Regions from separate parts of the Drosophila melanogaster genome. Here region 1 is linked to region 2. A link is a contact called in public Hi-C data. All regions are on one chromosome and are shown on one strand. The core of a region is the stretch at or near the end of the contact, and the rest is flanking DNA. Distances in the headings are between cores, read along the strand shown. Region 1 holds the start of Or67b (Odorant receptor 67b). Region 2 holds the start of CG32036.

What was found. A called contact is a pair of places that touch in the nucleus more often than the background predicts.
Region 1: a contact with region 2 is called in a Hi-C map of the OSC cell line, with 3 times the contacts expected there. The contact joins the promoter of Or67b here to the promoter of CG32036 in region 2. A contact is called at or near these places in 35 of 107 Hi-C or Micro-C datasets (the Clone 8 cell line, the D17-c3 cell line, the Kc167 cell line and 17 more).

What each region holds. Positions count from the first base shown.
Region 1 is chr3L:9,626,851-9,632,029 of dm6, forward strand. Or67b (Odorant receptor 67b) reads right to left here and starts at 2,343. Exons shown (of 10, transcript NM_079283.5): 1 at 2,207-2,343; 2 at 2,047-2,146; 3 at 1,846-1,984; 4 at 1,591-1,785; 5 at 1,426-1,530; 6 at 1,203-1,371; 7 at 1,046-1,151; 8 at 883-984; 9 at 673-828; 10 at 466-618. The coding sequence starts at 2,343. The coding sequence ends at 562. It overlaps Cyp40 (Cyclophilin 40), which reads left to right and starts at 1,826. Exons shown (of 5, transcript NM_168354.2): 1 at 1,826-1,970; 2 at 3,212-3,452; 3 at 3,530-3,774; 4 at 3,968-4,288; 5 at 4,343-4,945. The coding sequence starts at 3,371. The coding sequence ends at 4,846. CG3335 reads left to right here. Exons shown (of 4, transcript NM_140080.2): 3 at 1-13; 4 at 63-471. The coding sequence ends at 402. fry (furry) reads right to left here. Exons shown (of 27, transcript NM_168357.3): 27 at 4,984-5,179. The coding sequence ends at 5,139.
Region 2 is chr3L:9,486,833-9,492,611 of dm6, forward strand. CG32036 reads right to left here and starts at 2,401. Exons shown (of 3, transcript NM_168348.3): 1 at 2,228-2,401; 2 at 1,475-1,812; 3 at 1,218-1,414. The coding sequence starts at 2,302. The coding sequence ends at 1,306. CG32037 reads right to left here and starts at 5,383. Exons shown (of 5, transcript NM_001274704.1): 1 at 4,866-5,383; 2 at 4,642-4,794; 3 at 3,734-3,983; 4 at 3,491-3,675; 5 at 2,670-3,399. The coding sequence starts at 4,967. The coding sequence ends at 3,331. pall (pallbearer) reads right to left here and starts at 958. Exons shown (of 3, transcript NM_140068.3): 1 at 789-958; 2 at 593-720; 3 at 1-523. The coding sequence starts at 872.

The sequences.
Region 1 (5,179 bases), core at 1,093-3,592, 140 kb after region 2:
GAGATATATTCAAGTACGTATAGGTCATACCGGTTAGGAAAAATTCTAATCCGTGCTTTTAGGGCTTTTGGCGAACTGCGATCCTTACGTATTCCTAAAAAGGCGACCACGGGCGAGGATGCGCATCGTGGTTTCGGTTTCGTTGACTACATGTCCAAGGCGGAGGCCAAACGCGCCTTCGACGCCCTAAGCGCCAGTACGCATCTTTACGGTCGTCGTTTGGTGCTTGAGTGGAGCGCCAACGACGACAACCAGGACGTGGAGGAGCTTCGCAAGCGAACGGCAGCCAAATTCGATGGCAGTCAAGCGGCCACTGCGGCCAAACGCAGTAGAAAATCCTTCTTCGATGTGGAGGGCAGTGTGCAGCCAAATCAAGATGACGACGAAGAGGAGGAGCAATAGGCCTCAGGCGTAGCTTGAAAGTGTAGAAAGAACACGATATAATAAATAGAAATTGTTATTTTTATGAACAAAACTGCACGACTCTGTTTTAATAACTGCAAGTTACTATCGAATCCGTAACCGCAATAACGAAATAGTTCCAAGTAAGTACTAGGAAACCTATTTGTTGTTCATGTTGCGCAGGAGCAGAAAGAAGTTTGCACTCAACCGAAAGACCTGAAAGTGGAATCTTAATATGGTATGAAATAAAAGACAATTTCAATACAATACCTGCACTAGGAACTTGTGGGAGAGACTTGTAAACCCACCCACGCTTAAAACAAAAGTTCGGCGTGAGAAAAGCAGCATCATTTTGATCATGAACTTGAATTCCCTTGACTCATTATACCAACTACAGTTGTACCAGTCATGGAACAGCAGTTCACTCTAAAAATACAATAATTCCTTACATAAAAATTGAAATTATACAATATAATATACCTGGCTCTCCACCTTCTGTGCACTCACGTTGTACAGAGTGATCTCCAGAGCTATGGTCACAAAGTAGACCATAATCATGCCCATCCACACCCAGCCCACTTCCTAATGAAACAATTTTTAAATAAAAAGATTTGTAAATTCTATAGCTTATCAATCAACTCACCAAAACCGTGCTGATCTTGTAGAGCAGCATGCAGATCAAAATACTGCTAACGGAACACTGAACCAGGATGATATACTTGAAGAGGTTTTCAATTTGATTATGATGGCTAAATGAAAAGTGGTTTGAAGAGTTAGTTTTAAGAAGTCTATCCTCTCACCTTGATATGCGAGCAAAAAGCCTCACGCAACATTGAAGATATTTAACTCTTTGGTCCTTGGGAACCAGGATATCCGAGGTGGAATTTTGGACCAGAAACCTTAGGACTTTTATCAGACCAGACTCATATCTGGTAAGGACCACGAAAAGGCTGTTAAAGCCAAAAACGGCTTAAGGGAAAAGTTTTTTAATTATTATTCAAGTTAATAACTTAGCAGACCCACCAAAAAAGCACCAAAGAGGACCAGATTGAAGTAAAAAGAAGCGAATCACATAGGAAGGAAATTCATAATTTCCCAATTGCAAATAAGGCACAATTGCCGGGTAAGCTGTAATATACATATATTAATTAAATCAGAATGTTGAAGTGGTACCCTTAGTTTGCCTACTCAAGGTCATTTCACAGGTATCCTTGTCCTTGATATAGCAATCGAAGATATATTGAAAGTATGGTCGCACACAATAGTATAGAACAGGCATGCAAACGATCTTGAAGAAGAACATCACCTGACGATCGATTATCATCCAATTGTTAAGCAAAATCAAACTAACTGAGCTCAGCAGTTCCTTTTTTCTCGGCAAATCTGTTTTTGAAATGTTTCGAACATATTAAAGAACAGATATCACTGACTCTACTGTCTTACCCAATTGAAAAAGACCCAGGGACTTTAATACCTCTCCAGTCTCCGTAGAAAACACTAGTTGGGAACACGATTCCACTTTGTTCTGAAAGTGAAACATCTTAACCACACCAACGCTTAATTGAAAGGTAAGCAAAACAGCCTAATAGAATATATAAAGAATTAGAAGTGCGCAGATTAGGAATAAGGCACATTAAACCAAACCTCAACGTAGGTCTCGAAGGAGATCATATAGTTCTCCATAATAAAGGCGACGAGACTGTAGATTATACTCAAGTTAACAATCAACACCAAAATGCGAGTTCTGGATAAGAAAGACCCTAATTTAACAAAAACAATCTTTATATAGTAGGTTAAGCCATACAATCGACAGTATTTCGAGCTACGCTTCCTCGGTGCAATATTAACTCCCAGTGCATAGGCACTGTACTCCACCCAGAGAAGCCCCAGTTTTGGCAGCTTGTCGATCCGCTCCAGCTCGTGATCCAGTTGGTCCTGCATTCCGTATTGATGAATCCTGTACTAATTGAAGAGAGCTCGTATCCTACGCTTTTTATGCATTTGCATTGGCGTTTGGGTCTCAATTAGGCTTCCCAAATTATATGGTTCCTTCAAAATAATTTGCTATTCGTTGTGGTTATTGTGCAACTCGATAGGAGACACAAATAATTATACAAATTGGATGGGCGTTACTCAAAAGCATTAAAAATTTAGAACTCATCGAAGGTCCATGGCTACAAAGGCCTCAAAAAAGGCTAATAATGAAATTAGTGTTAGCAATATCGAGTAAGAGGGAACATCGCCTTGACTTTTAATACATCTTTAAAATTAAAGTAATTTCTAAGCGCGAGACTTATTTACTTTTTAAGGCTTGTGTTTTGACAAAAATATATATATATATATATATATTATTAAACACTTGAATAAAAGCTTCAACCATACTGTTTTTTTGTTGACTTTGCAACAATATGCTGCTAAAGGGCAGATAATATTTCAGCTAACTCTGTAATAACGTTAAATTTACTCAAAAATTGTTACAAAAATACGTTTCATGGGTGAATCTTGCTATTTCTATATTTCTACTTCAACCTCACATCGGCAATTGTCATCAGGACATCTCAAATATATATATACAATCAACATTAAATCTTAATATTTATGAACATAAAAACAGTTAGTTGATACTTATCCTCCCCGAAATCCTATTCTAAATGGCAAAAATTATATTTCAACTAAAGACAACATTTATTTTTGAAAATTCTGTCCGTTACTTTAAATTATACATTCGACTCGAATAAGTACATTTTTTTTTCTACTAATGTAAATTTACATTGATTGTCTTGCATTCGTTGTCTACTGCGAGTTGCAGGTGTTTTGCCGTTATCGCCACACAGTCACACTGTGAAATAAGGTAAACAATTTTATTCGCAACTCAGAAATCGGGTGATAATATCAGTTTGAACTAGTCTGGAGTACTTGGCGGGCAGTGATAAGTCACATCAGCCAAGGCCCGCCCCTAAGGGCAACAATGGAAGAACGCAAGCTGCTCCGCGCGGTGAAATCAACTAATCCACTGGTCTACCTGGACATTTCCATTGGCAAGGAGGATGGTGAGTGGAATCTGACCATTGCCATGCCAACCAACTAGTTGAATCTGTTACTCACACGTACATATATAATGTCACAGCGGGTCGAATGATAATTGAACTGCGCAAGGATGTTGTGCCGAAGACAGCGGAAAATTTCCGTGCCCTGTGCACGGGCGAATGTGGTATCGGTACTCTGGGCAAACCGCTCCACTACAAGGGCACAAAGTTCCACAAGATCAAGCGAGTCTTCGTCGTCCAGAGTGGGGATGTGGTGAAGAACGATGGAAGCAGCGGCGAGAGCATCTACGGACCAGTTTTCGATGACGAGAACTTCGAACTCTCAGTAAGTTCCATTTTACAAAAAGAGGTCACGGATATCTCCACATTCTTTTTTCCAATAGAACCGCCTATAAATGCATTAAACTATTTTCTTTAATACTTAAATACTTATACTAAGATCAAAATTTTTTGACATGAATGGCATCATTCATGCATATCTTTTATAACCATATCATATAACCGATAATCTCCCACAGCACAACGAAGAGGGCGTGGTCAGCATGGCCAACTACGGCAAGCCAAACTCCAACAACTCGCAGTTTTTCATTTCCGCCGCGGGCTGTGAAAATCTGAATGGAACAAACGTAGTCGTAGGTCGTGTTTTACGCGGCCTGGGTATCGTAGCTGAAATGGAACAAAACTGCACTGACGAGGGCGATCCCACGGCGCCGATCGTGATACGGGACTGCGGAGAGATAGCTCACAACGAGGACTGGGGCATCGAGTGCAACGACGAGACGACGGACAAGTTGCCTGCCTATCCCCAAGACTGGCCGCGCAAGCTCGACAAGTTCACAGTGAGTTATGGTTACATATATAATCCGTCAATATCACTACTTGTTGTGCAACAGGGAGATGGGGCGGTGGAACTTCTCACGGGCATTCGCCAATCGGGCAATCACTTCTATCAGCTTGGACGCTATCACGAAGCACGGGCAAAATATCGCAAGGCGAATCGATACTATCATTACCTGAGCAGACAGTTCGGTTGGCAGCAGCTGAATCCTCTCAAAAAACACCTTGTAGATGAGGATCTGCTCAAGGTCGACGGCTTCTCCGTGGTAAACAACATTAATGCAGCCGCTGTGGACCTAAAAGTTGGCAACTATACGAGCGCTAGAGAAGTTTGCAACGAAGCCATTCGTCTAGATCCGAAATGTAGCAAGGCTTTCTATCGACGCGCCCAGGCGCAGCGCGGATTGCGCAACTACGAGGAGGCCATAAACGATCTGAAAACGGCTCACAATCTCCTGCCGGAGAATAAACAGATCCTAAATGAACTGAACAGCACCAAGCAGCTCCTGGCCCAGTACAACCGACAACAACGAAATGCCCTTAAAAATCTTTTTGCCTAGCTGGCAGCCAGTCACCATTTTCATGGCTTTTTTAAATGTAAATACTTATTAATAAATAAATGTTGGATTTACCAAGTCAGTGGTTTACCACAAGAAGGTAATGTGCAAGTTTTCGTTTAAATGGAAAGTATAAACGTATTGTGCTGTAATTGATAAATATATTGAATCGTACCTAACTTACATTGTAATGATCGCTTACGTACACCGCAGTGTCTAATATGCTGCCTACTCACTAAAAGATTACATATAAAAGGGAGCCTACTTCTGCGATTAGCTTAGTTTACAGATTACTTTAAAGATTTGTCACAATGTCCTGTTCGCTGCGATGCGAAT
Region 2 (5,779 bases), core at 1,151-3,650:
TTGCGAAAGTGACCTTTGGAGCTGGTATTGCTTGAACAGTTGTTTAGACATGCGATCCTTTTGAGAGGAATCAGAGTGTGATTTGCTGGCAGATATGGGGGCCAACTGAACGATAGCCTGCTGGACGAGCCCATGATCTACGGGACGACTGATTCCGGTTCGCCTTACGCCACTAAAGCTTATGTCGCCCAAGGCACTGCAAACCACAAGTCGAGCTCCGGCCGCCGTGGATTCCGCCAATTGTTTTCGGTGTTCCAATTTGAAATTCACAGCAATCTTTTCGTCGAAATGCTCAATGGCCATGGAGGAGATGTCGCGCAGCTCCTGCAGCACTTCATGTGGTCGCAGCTGTTTAGTGGAGGTGCTCAAAATGCGCAGGATGCTGTTGATCTCGTCCAGAACGCGACCAGGTATGAAACAGCAGATGTTGAGGTCAATAAACTTGGAGTACGTCATGGTCAGCATCGAGATCCGTGTTTCGATCGAGGTAAGTATGTCCGAGTGGCGGGATAGAATGTGGTTCCTGACGGGGGAAAAACCATGAAGTCATTAGAAACATCTCGATGTATCGCGAATGTGATAGGGGACTTACCTGCGTTCCGATTCCCGTCGTGGCAGCATGGATTTGATGCGCTTGAAGTTCTTGGCATGGGCCATAATGATCTTGTTAAAACCCTTGTTTAATATTTGCTGCCCAAGATAATTAAATAGAGTGCACACCTGGGGATTGGAAACGTTTAGTTTTAGTCATGGATCAGGGACTCCTGGGACGTCATTTATTAGCTCACCTCTCGTTTTTTTGCCACCTCGTCGTAGGGGAGCAACTCCAAAATGTCCTGAATTAGTGTTTGTGGCAAGTCTAACAGATTCATATTTCTCGTTTATACTTATTACTAGTTTCGAGCGGAGCGATTATAGTCGAGAATATTGCTATTGTTTTTAATAAGACTGTGATGTCAGCTCATGGAAATGCTGAAAACGCCTTGTTTAGCCACAAAATACCACAGACTAAACCATGAAAACATACCAAAATAAACATACCAAATAAATAAATATCTTACAGTTATTTTACATGTGCGTCAAATTAGCGTTGGTGAGTTTTTTATAGGTGAATTCCAAAAAATAAAAGTGCGTAAAAGAAAAGAAAAATCTAGCTACGTATGTACGATTTAAGTTTATATCAAATATGCATATAAAATATCAAATATGCAATTGAAAAAGGGGCTACCCACTCTTTGTTATAATGTTATGTTTTTTATTTACAAGATTGGGAACAACAACAACACAATGAGAACGGAAATGGATTTAAGCTTGTATCAGAAATTTGCTAGCATCATGAATATCATTTGCATAAGGTTCCAGCTCAGGTTTCTTTTTGGGAATGTAGGGATTGTGCTCGGGATCGGCATTCAAGCTGTAAGAAATACCAATAGTTTAAACAAAATAATATATACAAATTAACCATACAACTTACTGGTAAAAGTGGGTAGCCTCCTCACACTTGACATTGTACCACCAATCGCAGGCGAATTCCTTCTGGTTGAAGATGGTGCCGTTGGTGCATAGGAACTTGGCGCCCTGGTCACCTTCGCGTCCATCGTGGCACACGTGGTACGCCTGGCAGCCCGTCTCCACGTTGGCGTACATTCCCGGAGTGGCCGGCACATTGTGGCAACTGAAGTGGGTGTGTGGCACCTCGTGGTAAATCGGATAATCAACGCCCGGAACTCCAGGTATCTTGTTCAAGTCTTGCTTCTTCTCGTGATGCTGCGGGTGTTCCGGTTGCGGTGGATTGAATAGATATCCGAATTTCTGTAACCATATCAAATGTTTCTATTGCATAAGACATGCCACTGCTCGTGCCCCAATCCGGTTTGGTCTTAGTACCCCCAAATCCCCGCGTGACACAGCCTCATTATAACAATACTCGTGGATAGATATACTTTGATAGAAATATTCAAGAGACTGTAATCATATTTACTTTCAGACATCAAACTCTTCTTATGCTCAAAAGTAAATAAAATATTTGTTAAATAGTATATTTTCACATCATAAATCATAAATTTTTTATCAGTGTACACATTGAGTACATTGCATGCTACAATTTTTGGGTCAAAAGTGAACGTGGCTAAGACACCCAGAGCTTTGTCAATTGGGGTGGCACACACTCCTCCCAATCGACTCCCTAGCATAATTATACACTCGTTTTCCGATACCCAATCCTCACCTGAACTTCGATGGCCACCGCGGCTCCGACAACGAACATTAGCCAAAATGAGAAACAGCCCAGCTTTGGCATCATTATGTCGGTTACAAAAGTATCTATGTATGTATCTTTTCCGCCTACTTTGTCGCTAGTTGGTGGTAGCTTGGAGTCTTTGGAGCTGCAGAGACGACCGATCGAGTTGGGTTTGAAAATCACACTGAACTGCAGTTTTCCCAGCGGCAGCCACTTGAGCATGGAGCTTTCAAGGGTACCGATCCGATTTGTGTAACGATTACGATTTTCGCATTGGAAGCTGCCCGCCCAAGCTTTTCCATTCCCCAAAATCGGCAAATTAACTTAGCTCTGCTTCAATTATTGCCACAGTAAACGAACGGCTTGAAGCTTAATGCTCCCCTGCTCCCCACATAATTATGATATAAATAGTGAAGTATACCATTCATGTGGGAAATGCAACATACAACAATGTACGGACACGCGCATGGTTTTATTTTGCAAGATACAAATTGTTTACGCTTAACTAGCTAAAAGCGATGAATTCCCATTTCACCTGGCCAAGCTTAGATGGTACAATATGTGGATGGGTTGTGGGTTGGCAAGCGATGGGTGGTGGATGCAACTGCCTGCACGCAAAAGAAATCTAAATACCTGTTGATATAGTTTTCAAATTCAATTAGAGTATACAACAAAAAACTTGAAAAGATTTAGAAAGCTAAACAGCTTCAGTTATCTAAAAGGTTTAATTTAATATTTTATTTTATTCAATAGAAAACAAAACGGTTGCATATCACTTCACGCTTTAATAACCAAATAAGAAGTATATTTTCAATGTTTTGAAAATGTGTTGTGTATTGGTTTTAACATTAGTTTTACCTCAATTGTGACCACATTTTTTCACGGTGCATGGGCTGGATACGAATGGCTTGCAAACATGGGAATGGGAATGGATGTGCACTAAACGGTGAGCGGGCGTATGGCAAAGGTTTTGAAATGATATGCACATGGTTAGATAATGGATGCGAACCACTTGTAAACTTAACTCTTAACTGGAGATAGATCTCATAGCTGTCATATTCATAAATTCTACTACATGTTGGGTATTAAAACTAATAATTCTTTCGTCCCGTTTGCTGCAGGTCCAGTTTGTTCAGCAGATCGTCAAACTCGCTGAAGAGCTAAGCAAAAAAAAAGAGAAAAAAAACGTAATAATAAGACCCAAAAATGATTACATAAAAGCGCTCTGGGATTAGATTGCTCTCGACTCACATGGGTTGTGCCATAGCTGTCCACATAGGTCTTGCTGCCCCTGGAGGTTTTCTTGAAAGCGGGCAGCACCGGACTGTGACCATGCAGAAGATTCACATTCTGATAAGACTGCGCCTTGGCCGAACCGGCCAATGGATGCGACTGACTCTTGCCAACCGTGGGCGCCAGTTCCAGAAAATTGGGCGCTAAATTGGACGAAAGCTCAGCCATTGCTTGCACTCCTCAATCATTCCGACAACTCACCCTTCTTTGGCTGCAACTTGACCTGGTTGAGCAGCGGATTGTGCAACTGAAGCTGCCGGTAGATGGGCAGGGCGTGCTTCGGTGGCACCACCACGTGCTGGCGGCCCACCGCCTGCGGGTACAGGTACGTGGTCTCCACCGTTGGCACCTGGCGGTAGTGGTATCGTCCCTCCCGCGGCGTATACCTCCCATCCGAGCTCAGGGCGATGTGGAAGACGGTGCGCATGGGCTTGCTGTAGTACTGATACACCTGGATGGGAACATACGGTTTTTGAGTGTCTATTTGGCTCTCCAAGCTTTATGTAAATGTCCGTGGTTGGGCAACTTTAGGATACAAGTTGCTATAGCTGGTTGATACTTTCAGTACCTTAATTTTTATGGCATCTAAGCATGTTTGACTTGTTCGAATTCAGTTTTTTTTACTTTACTTACTTTTAAGAGCACAACATTTTTGAACATCTATGAAAACAACTAAAACATAAATGCATGCTAAATTCGGATTATGCTGTTATAACAATTTGTTTAAACTTGAAAAATGAACGCACGGATTAAATATATAAAAAGCATTACTAAATGATTAATTGATCTGTGCTTAATTTGCTAACTTTTTATTTCCCTCACAACCGAATTGAGGTTTTGGCATCTATTTGAAAAAAAACAAGCTATTTCCGTAAACATATTTTGGAATCCTGACTACACTGAGCAACATAATCTTTGTGTACAAGCTAAAGAATTTTCGCTTAATTTGATAGGTTGCTGATCCCTTCTAAAAAGGACCTGCTGAAGGATATTTTGCGAAAACACAAATTTACTTGAACTGCCACATTTGCCGATCTTTGGCCTAATCCCTTGCCCAAAGAACCCAAGAAAAGGGCTATAATCCAGCTGGGCATCCCGCTGATCCTTACCTGCGGATTCCGCTGCTCGGGAACTATCCCATCTGGCACTGCGATGCCCTCCTTCTGCAGGCGATTCAAAAACAATCGATCCGTCTCAAAGGCGGTGTCGGGTATCTTACCACCCGCATGTGGCAATACTTGTTCCCGATAGATTTGGCGTTTCTTGAAATTGGTTTTTCGACAGTATTATTTATGATCGTATACGTTTAGTGGCGATGCCATGGCCTACACACCTTGTGGTTGCGCTCAGCAAACTCCGAGCCTTGGGCAATTATGAATGGGCCCACGCAAAGATATAGTAAACCGATCAGCAAGATCACATATGGCGTAGACATTTTCAACTGTTTTGTATTTAAGGAATCTTTTTTTTATTTTTTAGCAATTTCCTGATCGGCGAACTCAAAAGGTCAAGTTGTTCGATGGATCGATTGAAAGACACTAAGATCACAGATTTCGGCAGACAAACGTTAAGAGCTCGGTACACAAATCCAGATGCAAGACATTCTTCCACATTCGACAGCCAAATTGCACAAGACGCGGCGACAGATGAATGACGAGCAGAATGAGCGATCGCGACACGATCACGTGACACGATTGGGTTGCCAAAGCAATCTGGTAATGGTTGTTAGCTGGTTATACGGTTGTACTATATCGATGTCTATATATATATATATATCTATAGACGCCGCGATTACTTGGTTCCGATCTTGGAGTTACGTTGTGGTCGCGTCGACGGTGCCAAACATAATGAATGCAAATGCATAAGACCGATCTCCACCAGCGGGTGCCCTCTGCCGACGACTTCTGCCGACGCGTTCATCATCGTCATCCCCACCATCATCATGATGATCATGATCGTCATAGCTACTATCATTATCATCGTGAAAAGCATAGTGAGCAGACGTATTTATTTGTAGACTCTGAAACTGTGAATGATTTTCCATTGCTTTTACTTTGGCACTACTACTTAATATAATACCAACTTCTTGCCATAGTTAGTTTTATTTGCGGTTTTAACTGGAAGTGGCAGCAAAATCGTTATAGCCAAATTGCCTCAATTAATCTCTATGAACCCCCGCCCCCCTTCCCTTACCATATAAAAACCCAAATCCAAATCCAAAACCGAATCCGAATTCATAGTGGGTTG